Linked DNA regions of Capra hircus: region 1 is linked to region 2. Evidence: chromatin contacts called from public Hi-C data. All regions are on one chromosome and are shown on one strand. Each heading gives the region's core, a stretch centred on a gene start, on an enhancer-like site or on the middle of the called end of the contact. The rest is flanking DNA. Distances are from core to core; before and after follow the strand shown.

Region 1 (6,474 bases), core at 3,659-6,158, 110 kb after region 2:
GACAGGAGAGCCCAAACAGCCGCCAGCCCGCCAGCAGGAGCCACTTCCTGCGATTAGGGCGGTCTGGCTTCCACCTTGCTGACTAGATAATTTCTCTACAAATATAGACTGTTTCCTTCCCCCAAATAAAATTAATCCAGCTGTAAAAATGAGTTAAGATCATGTGCTCTTTTAAGACAAATGCATCTCTGAATCAATGTTTCCAGGCTTTTAAACAAGGTTATCAATTATGTAAATGTAGCATCTATGCTTTTTTAAAAACCACCAGGGAATTCCCAGCTTTGTGCATTTATCTCCCCTCCCTTTAGCTTAATACCTGTTGATAAAATAGAAAATGGATTCTAACTCAAAGTTCTCATCGTCCAGTCATCCAATCAAGCCACCTAGACGTATTTATTACACCTAGACTTCTGTACTCCTCGAATATTCTAAATCAGAAATGATCATGAATCCCTATTTTTAAAAGCTCCTAGGTACGTTCAGTTCAGGCTCTAAGTCAGGTCAGAAGTCGTGTCAGATACGGGGCTCATGAGCATGCCTAGTTTAGAAGCTGTTGCCCTTAAAATTCCAAATGGTTACAAGCATTAATTAAAACCACCAGAGAAAGACAATTCCAACATGGCACCTGCTAATGCTCGGTCGTGTCCCACTCTGCGACCCCGTGGACTGTAGCCCCCCAGGCTCCTCTGTCCACGGGATTCTCCAGGCAAAAACACTTGGGTGGGTTGCATTTCCTTCTCCAGGGGATCTTCCCAACCTTCGGACCAAACATGCTGAAAGGTCTCTCCCATGAGTATACATCCGTTGGGAAAAAAGAACCTGTCCCAGTTTCCAGATTTATCTTTAACAGGAGTCCAATCCAACAGGTGGACGGCAGACTGTTGCATAAACAAGGAAACTGGCTCCCTCTGGTGTTCAGCGTCTGTCATGACTGCCTGATGGTGCAAGACAAGAACTGTCAAGGTCAGGAACTTACAAAATTTCAGCTTTCATGTAAGAGAAAGTCTCACAGCCAAATCACAGTGACCACAGTGACTGCGGATCTCCTATAGGGGAAACGGAATAGGAAAACCGACCCCCCAGGACACTGTCTCTACAGGCTTTTAGAACAGGCACATAGGTATGCGTGGCTGAGTCGCTTCGCTGTCCACCTGAAACCCTCACAGCATCGTTCATTGGCTACTCCAGTATAAAAGAAAAAGCTTGAAATAAAGTACAGCTCACCTGAGACTACTGGGAAAAATACAAATTGTGGCTACGAATCTATACTATTAATATTTATCTACCTTTCCAGCAACTCAAGACGACGGCACACTAAGGAGACTAGCAACCTACCCCCTAGAATCTGATCCAAATGTTACTGTCTCTACGTGGGGACTCCCTTTTTTAAAAAAATAATAATAAGCGTTTATTTTTATTTCTTGACCGTGGTGCAGCCACGTGGGATCTTAGTTCCCTGACCCGGGATGGAACCCTGGCCCCTGCCCCGGAAGCATGGAGTGTTAACCCCTGCACCGCCAGGGAAGTCGGGGGACTCCCTCGCCAGTCCTGACTCCAGCGCTGACCTCCGGACCGTGCCACAGCCAGCTGAACCCGCCCTCGGCAGAGCCCCTGGTCCTCCTCCCCAGACCTGCTCCTTCCTCCACAGATCCTATTGACTCTGCTTTCTGACTATATCCATAGCCAGACCGTCTCTGCCAAGTTGGCCAGCAGCCCACAGTCAGTGTGATCCGAGCTGGAGGACTGGTCGCCTCCCAGCTGGTGTGCCCACTTCCACCCCTGACCGCCCTGGCCTCCCTTTTCCATAGGGAGGCCTTGCAACAATCCTTTGAAAGCACAAGCCATACCCAGTCCCATTCACAACCTACAAAGCCTTAATGTGGGCTCCCCACGCCCTGCCTGGGGCTACAATTTTCTGCCTCGGTTCTGCCAGGCTGGCTGCACTGGCTTCGTTATTGCTGCTTGAAATCTAAGGCCTCAGGCCTCAGCGAGTGTGGCTCCCGCTGCCTGGTCCACTCGTCCCTTACATGTGTGCACGACCCGACCCTTCCGTCTGTGCCCCCACCCCTGCCCGATGTCAGCCCCCAGGGAGGCACGCCTGGGCCCTAAGAGACGCAGCGCTTATTTCTGCCCCTCGGGTCTCCACCAGGACTCGTCTACTCGTTCTTACCACTGAGGGAGGTTCGAGCTTTTAGACTGGGGGAGAGTCGCCTCACAGTGCTCTTCGTTTCTGCTGTACAGCAACGTGAGGCAGCCCCTCCCTCCGGGCCTCCCTCCCACCCCACCCCCAGTCAGGGCGAAAGTGAAAGCCGCTCAACCGTGCCCAACTCCTTGCGACCCCATGGACTATACAGTCCATGGAATTCTCCAGGCCAGAATAGTGGAGTAGGTAGCCTCTCCCTTCTCCAGGGGATCTTCTCGACCCAGGAATCGAACTGAGGTCTCCTGCACTGCAGGTGGATTCTTTACCAACTGAGCTATCAGGGAAGCCCAATCAAGGCAGAACTTTTTTTATTCACTGGTATATTCCCAAGGCTTTGAAAAGAGTCTGGCACATAGGAGGTGATGCTCAAAACATACAGCTGAATGGATGAATTAGTGGGTTTCTCAGTTTTCATTGACTTTTCCAAAGATGAGCCTCAAAGGGCTCCCGGTAAGGCCCTACTTTGGGCAGGTCCACTCTGAGGAAGAAAATCCAAGTTCGTTGGAGACTAAACAGTGAGAGAGAGCACCACTAGGGCAGGCGCCAGGCTTCTGTATATGCCAGGTCCACAGCAGAGGAGCCGACTAACCAAACAGGAGAAACATTTGGGAAAAGAAAGAGAAAGCACTCCAGAAAGTTCCAAAAAGCAAAACTTGAATTTCCTGCACACCTGGCCACTACTTAAATAGCATTTACACTGTATTTACAACTATTTATATTGTATTAGGTATTGTAAGTAATCTAAGGGTGATTAAGGTGTCCGGGAGCATGCGCATAGGAAATACACAAATACCACACCGTTTCACAGAAGGGACGTGAGCACCCCTGGATTTTGGTATTGTGGGGCGGGGAAGGGGTTTGGTTCTGGAACCAACCATCCTGCAGATAGAAAGACTGATGCTTGGAGGGCTGTGAATGTGAACATATTGCTGGTGCAGAATTTACTCTATATTCATGCACACACATATGCTAAGTCACTGCAGCTGTGTCTGACTCTGCAGTCCTATGGACTGTAGCCTGCTGGACTTAAGCCATTTTCCTGGGGCTTCCCAGGTGGCGCTCGTGGTAAAGAACCCACCTGCCAACGCAGAAGACATTAGGAGACATGGGTTCCATCCCTGGGTCAAGAAGATCCCCTGAAAGAGGGCATGGCAACCCACTGTAGTATTCTCGCCTGGAGAATCAATCCCGTGGACTAAGGAGCCTGGGGGGCTACCATCCATGGAGTCGAAAAGCATCAGACACAACGGAAATGACTTAACACGGTACAAGCTATTTTCCAGCAGACTTTTTTCTTCCATGATGTCTGTCTCTATCGCCTTTTTTTTTTTTTTTTGCCGCACCAGGCAGGATCCTAGTTTCCAGACCAGGGACTGAACCCGGGCCCTCCACAGTGAAAGGCTGGGGTCCTAACCACTGGACCACCAGGGAATTCCCTCAAGGATGCTTCCTTTCCCCTGTGGTTCAACTGGGAGCAAGTAATTTTCTATGTACTGAGTCTCTCTCTTTTTGGTGTTAAAGCAAAGCACTGGGATTTCTCTGACTTTGAGCAGCCCCAGATGGTCCCACTTGAAAAGAGGTTGAAAGAAAGTTTAATCTCACAACCTCTTCTATAAACAATCTGAAAACAACCAGTTGAATCTCCTGCTTGTGGCGCTGTCCTTCTTATGAGGTCATGCAGCATAGTGAAGACAGAGCAGAACCTGGACATGAGGGAGCCCTGGGGTCATCTCGGCTGCTGGTTTAACTACACACGAGTTCACACCAGCCTGCGCTTGTTTCCACACTGTTAACACTTCGCAACTTCGCTTTCCAAAAGCGAAAACGACGCAGGAGGCCCTTGGCAATGGAAAGAGAGAGCTAAAAAAAAACCCATCTGTTCCAGGGAATCACAGCAGGTCCCCAAAGCACATTCACGGGGAATCCAGAAGCCTTCACAGGGACCCCCAGCTTTCAGCCTATATGAACACGGTCTGCACACACTGAAGACCCCACAACCTTTTCCTTCCAGAAGCTTCTCTCTCCTGTTAACTCAACTTCAAAGGGACACCCTCCCACGCAGACTGGAAACCGGCCACAACTGAGCACCGACCGCACTGTCCAACACAGCAGCCAGGAGCCATCCGGCTGCCGAGCGCTGGGCACGCGGCCACTGGGAACCCAGGCGCGCCGTCCCAGCAAGATACCCACGGAATGTGCAGGCTTAGTCCAGAATATAATGGACAGTGACACAAGTCAGACGGAGAAGGACAAACGCCGTGGGACCTCTCACACGTCTGGGGCCGAAAAGAGCAGAGCTGCTAAACGCAGGGAATAGACGGTGGTCGTCAGGGCTGGGGGCGGGGAGCGGGAGCCACGCGGTTCAAGGTCCGAAGTCGCAGGGAGTAGGGGGCCTGTCCCGAAGAGCAGCGCCCGGCGCCGCGAGCACAGACGACACTGTCGTAGGACACCGGCCCTGCCAGGAGACCCGCCTCAGTGCCCCCACCCCCGGCCCACGGAATGTCCACGCCTCGGGGAGCTCGCGCGGTCACCTGTTGATGCCGGGACGCCCTGAGGACCGGAGCCGCGCCGTCACGCCAGTGGCCCCCGCCTCTGTCCGCACGCGCTCACGGGCTCCAGGGCCGGCGCCGCGGCCGGGGCCGCTCCGAGCACCCGCGGGCCCCGAGGAGCGGGCAGGGCTGCCGCCGGGGGCCTGGCCTCGGCCGGCCGGGCCCGCACGGACGCCCTCACGGCCCTGCGCGCGCCCCGCGGCCCCGCGCGGCTGCCGCCGGTCGGGTCGGGGCCGGGGCCGCCGGTCGGGTCGGTCCGGTCCCGCCGCGCTTACGGGCCGGGCCGGGCGCCCTGGGCGGAAGCTGCCGGGCGCTTCCTGCGGGGGGCGGGGGCGGCGAGGGCCGCGGGGCGGCGCGGGACCGGGGTGCGGGAGCGCGCGCTCGCGGCGCGGGCGTCTCGGGGGCGCAGCCGGGGTCGGGACGGCGCTCGGCCTCCGCGTAGAGTCCCCGCGGCCTGAACTTGAACCCCGACCGTTCCCGTGACCCGAGCGACCCTGCTAAGTCCCTGGGCGCCGCCGGGAACGCTTCGGACTGTTTTCTAGAATGGTGTTCACAAGGTGGAAAGTTACTCATGTTTTCCTCTCAAATACCTTTTTGGCTCAGCGTTTGCAGAGGAAAAACTGCCTAGGTTTTGTCATTAAGTGAGAATCATTTTTAAAAACTACATTTATCCATAGTGTTTTAACTTTAATTGCAAGAAACAAATTATATTGTTTAACTTAACCCTAAGAAGTGTTCCAAAAGTAATGCAATGCATTTACACACGACTCCCAAGTGGCAATCGCAGAGTAGACGCCAGAACTGCAGCCTGCGCCGGGAGGGAGCAGACCTCTTAACAGACCTTGTTGCTGGTCCCACGGTGCAGTCAGCGCAGACTTACGTCTTCACCAAACGACTGAAACCCCGCCCCCTTACACATTTAATCGAATCTGAGTTCTTGTAGGTCTGCAACTAAAGCCGACCTACTGGACTAACACTGTGCCCACCCTGCAGGGCAGTGAAAGGAAACTGGGGGGAATGGAGGAGACCTAAAGCGTAACTCCGGGAGGAAATAAAACCCGCAGCAGATCCATCAGAGTCCATGCTGCTCGGTCCCCTTTGCAGTGTTTCTTAGAAGACCTGGTCTCTGCCCTCCGCTTAGTTTTAATGACAAGCCACCGTTTTCTAAATGACTAGAGGTTCACCGAACAGGAGTCTGGAGGTGAAGCCATTGATTTCGTTCTAAAATGTGCTTTAAATCGAGCTGCGTAAATAACAACAGTGCTAGGATTCAGGCGTAAAAGGGAGAAAATAAAAATTGCCTTTAGCTTCCCCTTCCAGGTTAAATGAGAAGTGGAAGTCCATCCGCCAGCATGCAGGTCACGTGATTTGCTCTAGCTTCTAGATGTCCTGCACCCAGCAGTCTGCTGGTCTCAGGTCTTTGATCTGCTCCCCTTCTGGACATCCAGCCCATGTTCCCAGCCTGATGTGAGCATTTCTGGCAGACGCACAGGTAGCGGCCCCACGCTGCCCCTCACTCGTGCAAACATTAGCACCGAGGAGCGGGAGATTACTGCAGGAACAAACCCGACCCCTGCTCCAGGCTGTGAGGAGGAGTGCACCACACACAGCTGCAAGCACCATTGATTAAAAGGGAAGAGCAAATCTGAGTCCCTGCTGGAACGGTCTCCTTTCCTTTAACCTCTGTGCTCTGTGGCTACCAAGAGTGCTGCGGCCCTCTCA
Region 2 (6,421 bases), core at 2,637-5,136:
AACATCCAGTCTCTGAGAACTGGACCACACACAACCAAAGGGGCTCGCATTCAGCATTTCCAGGGACCTTCCTGAAGTCTGTGGGGGTCAGCGTGCAGGCCCCTGGGCTGCGTTCAGGTGGGCTGGCTGAGGTGCAGGCCAGAGGCGGCGGGTCAGCTCGTGGTCACCGAGGGTCACCTGCCCTCGTCACCATCCTTGGCCCCTCCTTGTCAGAATCCAGTGTCCGTTCCCTCTCCATGAGGTGTGAGAGAAAGTTCCGTGGTAGCTGAAGAAGTTCAAGCTTCTTTCCTTTCTGGGAAGCTCACATTTTTATACAAAACTCTGAAGGTCACCTCACACCTATCAGAATGGCTCTTACCAAAAGACGAGATAACAGGTGTGGGCGATAAAAGGAGATAAAAGGGAGCCCTCTGGCACTGTTGGCGGGAGTGAAATTCCTGCAGCCACTGTGAAAAAGCGTATGGAGAGTCCTCTAAAAACTAAAACTAGAGCTACCTTATGACTAAGTAATCCCACATCTGGTTATTTATCCACAGAAAATGGAAACACTAACTCAAAAGAATAGCTGCAGGTGTACGTTCATAGCAGCATTAATAACAACAGCCAAGACGTGGGAACACCTCAGCATCCACTGGTGGGTGAGCGGATAAAGAGGTGTGGGGCATAGATACAATGGAATCTAACCAGCCATGAAAAAGAATGAGGTCTTGCCAGTGTAATGACATGATGGACCTTGAGGGCATCATGCTAAGTGAATTCAGTCAGAAAAAGACTAATACCATAAGATCTCACCTATGCACAGACTCTTCAAACAAAACAAACAAGCTCATAGACAGACTCGTAGACATAGACTCACAGGTGCAGGTCGGTGGCTGCCGGAGGCTTGGGAGAGGAGGATGTGAAATTGGTGAACAGGGTCAAGAGATACTAACTTCCAGTTAAAAAATAAATAAATCGTGGGGGTGTTCCCTTCAATGTGGAAACGATAGTTAAGAATCCTGCACCGCATGTTTGAAAGTTACTAAGAGAGTAGACCATCAAAGTTCTCATTGCAGAAAAAAAATGTGTGTGTGTGGTGAAGGATGTTAACTGGACTTATCATGGTGATGATTTGGTAATATATACAAATATCAGATCATCGTGTGGGACTCCTGAAACATGTAATGTTCTGTGTCAATTATACCGCAGTTAAAAAGGGAAACAGACTCTGAAGGGTCTGTCCAAGTCTTTCTGCTCAGAGGCCTCCCAGCCATGCCTGCTGGAGATGGGCCTCGAATATTTTTAGTGGAGGAAGTAGGTTAATGAGAACTGGGGTTCTTGAAACAGTAAAGCTAGAAAAAAGGCTGGATCCCCACAACCCCCTGACTCACTCATCTCAGGGGTCGGAATCAAGCCTGGAAAGGGCACAGATAGCCCGAGTCACAAGGTGGGGAGCAGACCAGGGCTTGGACCCGCAGCTGCCGCCTCTCTCAGCCAGACGCTCCGAGAACAGCTTCCCAACAGCTTCACTGAGGTCTCATTCACATGCCACATCAGTCACCCATTTAAAGCATGCAGTTCAGTAGCTTTCACATGCCGAGAGTTGTAACCATCGCTGCAGTCAGCTTTGGAGCGTTTTCATCAGTCCCCTCCAGAACCTGTACGGCCGTCACCCCCTGAGGCCTGTCCTAGGCTCCCCTGACCATCTTTCTGTCTCCATAGACTGATCTATTTCTGGACACTCCATGTAAGTGGAATTCAGTGCAACCGTTCAGCATCTGGTCTTTGCGAACGGGCTTCCTGCACTCAGCACAGCATCTTCAGGGCTCACCCACGCTGTGTGTAATCAGGGCCCCATTTCTTGCCGCTGTCTGACACTATTTTATTGGAAGAAGATACCAGGTTCTGTCTGTCTGTTCATGCGTTGATAGACACTGGGACTGCTTCCCCACTTTGACTATGACGAATCACGTTGCTGCGAACATCCGTGTGTAAGTTTCTATGAGGCTGTACATCTTCATTTCTCTTGAGTGGAAGCTGGGGGTTATATAATCATTCTATGTTAACCTCTTGAGGAACCGCCAAGCTGTTTCCCAAAGCCCCACTCTGTGCGACGCTACGTTCCCAGCAGCGTTACGTTCCCAAGGGCTCCAATTGCCTGTCTTTCTGATTAGAGGCGTCCTAGTGGGTGTGAAGTGGCGTCTCGTCGTGGTGTTGATTAACACTGCTTTTTTTTTTTCTTTTTTAACCCATGTGCTCAGAGCCCTTCAGCAGTTACCGGCTGCATTTGTAAGATCGTAACTCTTTGCTCTGGTTCATTGCTCAGGCCCCCGTTCAGACTTAGCGTCTTCCCTGCTAAGGGCCCCTCTGGGAGGGCATCCACCAGACAGGCCACCAATCTCACTGTCTGCCCTCCCCATTTCCTTGAGGCCAGAACACCTTCTGCCTGCTTAGGCTAGCTGTTATGGAAATTGCATTTTGATTGCAAATTCCCCACATAACATGGAGCACTGGAGTTCTCAGAGCAAAACTGGGAAGGTGTGGGTAGTCTCTTCTAAGGCTGGGGGGCCCTGTCCAGGCAGGCAGGCTGCAGGGGGCCTAGGGAGAGGGCGCAGGCCTCAGTCTGTCCCTTCCACGGTCGTGGGGCAGGTGACGAGGACCAGCGCTGGTCGAGTCCCCGGCAAAGCCCAAGCCCGGCAGGACCTTGGTTCCCGCTCTCGATGTTTGCTTGTTTCTTTTTTTAAAAAACCTCTGCTCTTCTGCTCAGATTAGGGTCAGGTCCATTTTAGCCTAATCTAAAGTTTCTCTTATGCTTTTATAAGAAACCCACTTAACAGGCTCACTTGTAACAAAGAATCAGCCAGCTTTTTTCTTTAAAAAGATGTCTCTCTTGTCTGATCTCCAGGTTCCTGTTCTGGTGACGCTTTTGGCTCTGGGGATTCTCTGAATTCACTTCTGTCACAAACACCTGTGTTCATCAAAACTAATGTTGTGAAAATCCTCTACTTAAATGCTCTTGGGATCCTCCCCCACTTGCCCTGCTCCAATCCCCTTGTAAACAAAAATGGCTTAGGTTTGATTCAGTGGTTCGATTGTGTGTTCACGCTTCCAAATATCGTTGAAGCGTCTTAAATCCAAAAGGTCCCCTTTCTTCACTTTGTCGGATGGCTGACACACCGTGTTCACTGCCCTCTAGGGAATTTCCCCTGCTGGGGGGCACTCCCCTCAGCAAGGCAGGACCTTTGCGCAGAAATAATCTCTAAACAGGCCTACCCCGCCACCACCACCCGGGCTCCCCCTTTCCCCGCAGCCTGCCCCTTTGCGGTTATTGTTGCCGGTTAGTCACCGAGTCAAGTCCCGCTCTTTGTGACCCCAAGCCCACCGCCCACCAGGCTCCTCTGTCCACGGGATCCTCCAGGGAAGAACACTGGAGCGGTTGCCATCCCCTCCTCCAGGGGCTCTTCCCCGCCCGGGGACTGGACCCGGGCCTCCTGCTCTGCAGGCTGAGCCGTGTGGGAAATCCCTTCCCAGTAGGAACCTTTATTTCAGTCGGGGGCTTACGCCCGGAGGCCGAGTTGGAAGCGAGGCAGACGTCATGTCAGGGCCCTGGGGCACAGTTCAGAGGGGAGCAGGGAGGGCGCTCTGCCTTCCGACCCCTCAGCTGCGCGTGGACGCGGTCTCCCGTGGGAGCTCAGTGCGCGCGGCCCTTGGAGAAGAGTCACTGCGCGTCCGGGGGCGCGGGGCGGCTCCCTCGCCAGCAGGTGGCGCTGCGGCCCTGCCGCGTGCGGACGGCGGCCCGCGGTCCCTGCCCTCCGCCCGGCCCCCGCCGGGCCCCGGGGAGCCAGCCGACTGGGGGCCGCTCTCCCCGCCCGGCCCTCCGCCCGGCCCCCGCGGACCCAGCCGCTCCGGGGCTGCTCCCCCGCGCGGCCCCGCGCACCCGGCCGCTCACTGGGCTTCCTCCGCCAGGTCTGTGCGCGCTCTCCATCAACCATTCCAATTCCTACGTGGCCTACCCCGGGAGCCCGACCACGGGCGAGATTGTGCTCTACGACGGACACTCCCTGGTAAGTCCGCGCGGCCGCGTGGTCAGCTCCGGCTGAGCGGCGCGCGCGCGGCCCCGGCCGCAGCCCCGGGCGTGCACGGGGCGGTCACGCGCTCTGCGCCCGTCGCCACGCGTCCACGTCGCCACGAGGCAGGCAGACGCGGGTGACGCGTGTCCTGCGGGCCGCGGTGCGGCCTGCGCCGCCTGCGCCTGTGCTGCCCCTGCCCGCCGAGCTCCCCGGAGCCGGGCCCCAGAGGTGCATCAGCCCCACGGCTGGTCACCGTCTCCCCGAGGGCAGGAGAAGGGACAGAAACGCAGCCGCCTCGAAGTAGAACCTAGACCCAGACAGCCCGGCGGAGCCCGGAGAGCCCAGCAAAGGGGGGCGGGCGTCTCGGAAGGAAGGGGGAGGGGCGGGAGGTGGACGGCACCCCCGCGCCCGCCATCGACCCGCCGTCCCTGTCGCCAACAGAAGGCCGTCTGCACCATTGCCGCCCACGAGGGCACGCTGGCCGCCATCGCCTTCAACTCCTCGGGCTCCAGGCTGGCCAGCGCCTCCGAGAAGGTAAGTGCTGCTCACAGCCGTGTCCTTGGGAGCCCCCCTCTGCCAGGGGTGCGGAGGGCCCCAGGCGCCAAGGAGCTGCTGGGGGGGACCGTGGCGCCAGCGCTCGCAACTCACTTCAGAGGGAGGCCCTCGGCCCCTGCGAGTGCCGCCTCATCTATCGTCTCCGCAGACCCAGGGCCTCTGCGTGTAGGACGTGAGCAGCTCTGCCCAGAGCCTCGCGGTCTGACCAAGAACCAGCGTGCCCGTCCTCACAGGCAGATCCGGGTTCTGGGAAGCCACAGCAGACGGATAGAGCAGCCAGCGCCTTGGGCTTAGGTGGGGAGGACAGGGAGACGGAGGGTGTTCAAGTCACCCTCCAAGAGCAGCTTACACGGCACGTGGACAGCCCTCCGTGTTTTCTCTCCGGGGTCAGATGCTCCAGACCAGCCCAGCAAGCTCCCCTCCAAAGGGGCAGGTCTGCAGGAAGAAACGCCCACCTGCTCTCTCTTGCAGGGCACCGTCATCCGGGTGTTTTCTGTTCCCGACGGGCAGAAGCTCTATGAGTTCCGGAGAGGGATGAAAAGGTCTGTGCTCCCTGTGTGTGTTGGCGTGTGCTTAGTCGCTTCAGAAGTGTCCGACTCGACGACGCCAGGGACTGTAGGCCACCAGGCTCCCCTGTCCACGGGACTCTCCAGGCAGCAATACTGGAGTGGGCTGCCACGCCCTCCTCCAGGGGATCTTCCCGACCCGGGGCTTGAACCCGAGTCTCTTGTGTCTCCTGCACTGGCAGGGGGGTTCTTTACTGCTGGGGCCACCTGGGAAGCCCTAAAAACCAGGGTCCAGGCCTGGATTTTAAAGTATGTCTCATTGCTAAACAATGCTGACCATCACGTGAGCCTTCAGCGAGTCAGTCCTTTCATAATTGTCACACCAAGGATCACTGGTGACGGATCACCATGACAAATAGAATAATCATGGAAAAGCTTAAGATACGTTAAGCGTGACCGAAACGTGACCCAGAGACACAGCACATGCTGTGGGGAAGACCGCCCCAGAGGACAAGCCCCACGCAGGGCCCCACGAGCCCCCAGTGCATAAAAATCGCAGTCTGCAGCCATCACGAAGTGAAGCCCAATGCAACCAGGTCCACCTGCGCCCAGACTCTCCGGGATATGTTTAGGTGTCTGTTTTTCTCTGAAGCTGACTTCCAAGCAGGAGGCCGCTTGCCTCGCTCGTTCCCGGGCTCACCCTCCCCCGTGGCTGTGTCTGCAGGTACGTGACCATCAGCTCCCTGGCTTTCAGCATGGACTCGCAGTTCCTCTGCGCCTCCAGCAACACGGAGACCGTGCATATCTTCAAGCTGGAGCATCTCTCCAACAGGTAGGACCGGAAACACCCGGGAGACCAGAGCGGGGCCTACCTGCAGGCCGAGGATCGGGCTCCTCCCGTCAGGCCAGCGGCGGTGTTAAACCAGGATAAAGTGCACAGTCAACGGGATGTGCTTGTGTACATGCAGGCTAAGCCGCTTCCGTTGTGTCCAACTGTGTGTGACCCCATGGGCTGCAGCCCGCCAGGCTCCTCTGTCCATGGGACTCTCCAGGCCAGAATACTGGAGTGGGTTGCCATGCCCTCCTCCAGGGCATCTTCCCGACCCAGGGATCGAACCCACATTAGTGCTACCTGGGCTTGAATTATCCCCAAACCACCCCCTCACCCTTAGTCCATGGAAGAACTGTCTTCCATATATGCAGGCCCTGGTGCCCAAAAGGCTGGGGACTGCTGGACGAGAGGAGCAGGGTCCTGGTCTGACCAGCGCCCCCTGACTTCTCTGCTAAGGCCACTAGCCCGTGTTACTTGCT

The links. A called contact is a pair of places that touch in the nucleus more often than the background predicts.
Region 1: a contact with region 2 is called in a Hi-C map of blood, with 5 times the contacts expected there. The contact joins the promoter of ARSG here to the enhancer-like site in region 2. A contact is called at or near these places in 3 of 5 Hi-C or Micro-C datasets (all in blood).

Annotation. Positions count from the first base shown.
Region 1 is chr19:61,095,309-61,101,782 of ARS1.2, forward strand. It overlaps ARSG (arylsulfatase G), which reads right to left and starts at 4,909. Exons shown (of 13, transcript XM_018063936.1): 1 at 4,735-4,909.
Region 2 is chr19:60,981,600-60,988,020 of ARS1.2, forward strand. WIPI1 (WD repeat domain phosphoinositide-interacting protein 1) reads left to right here. Exons shown (of 13, transcript XM_018063942.1): 5 at 3,946-4,043; 6 at 4,491-4,583; 7 at 5,076-5,146; 8 at 5,835-5,942. Among named protein-coding and RNA genes, the nearest start is that of WIPI1, 16 kb to the left of the region's middle. Within about 2 kb of position 3,887, at least 1 of the 5 cell types and tissues checked has an H3K27ac peak or open chromatin away from gene starts, as enhancers often do.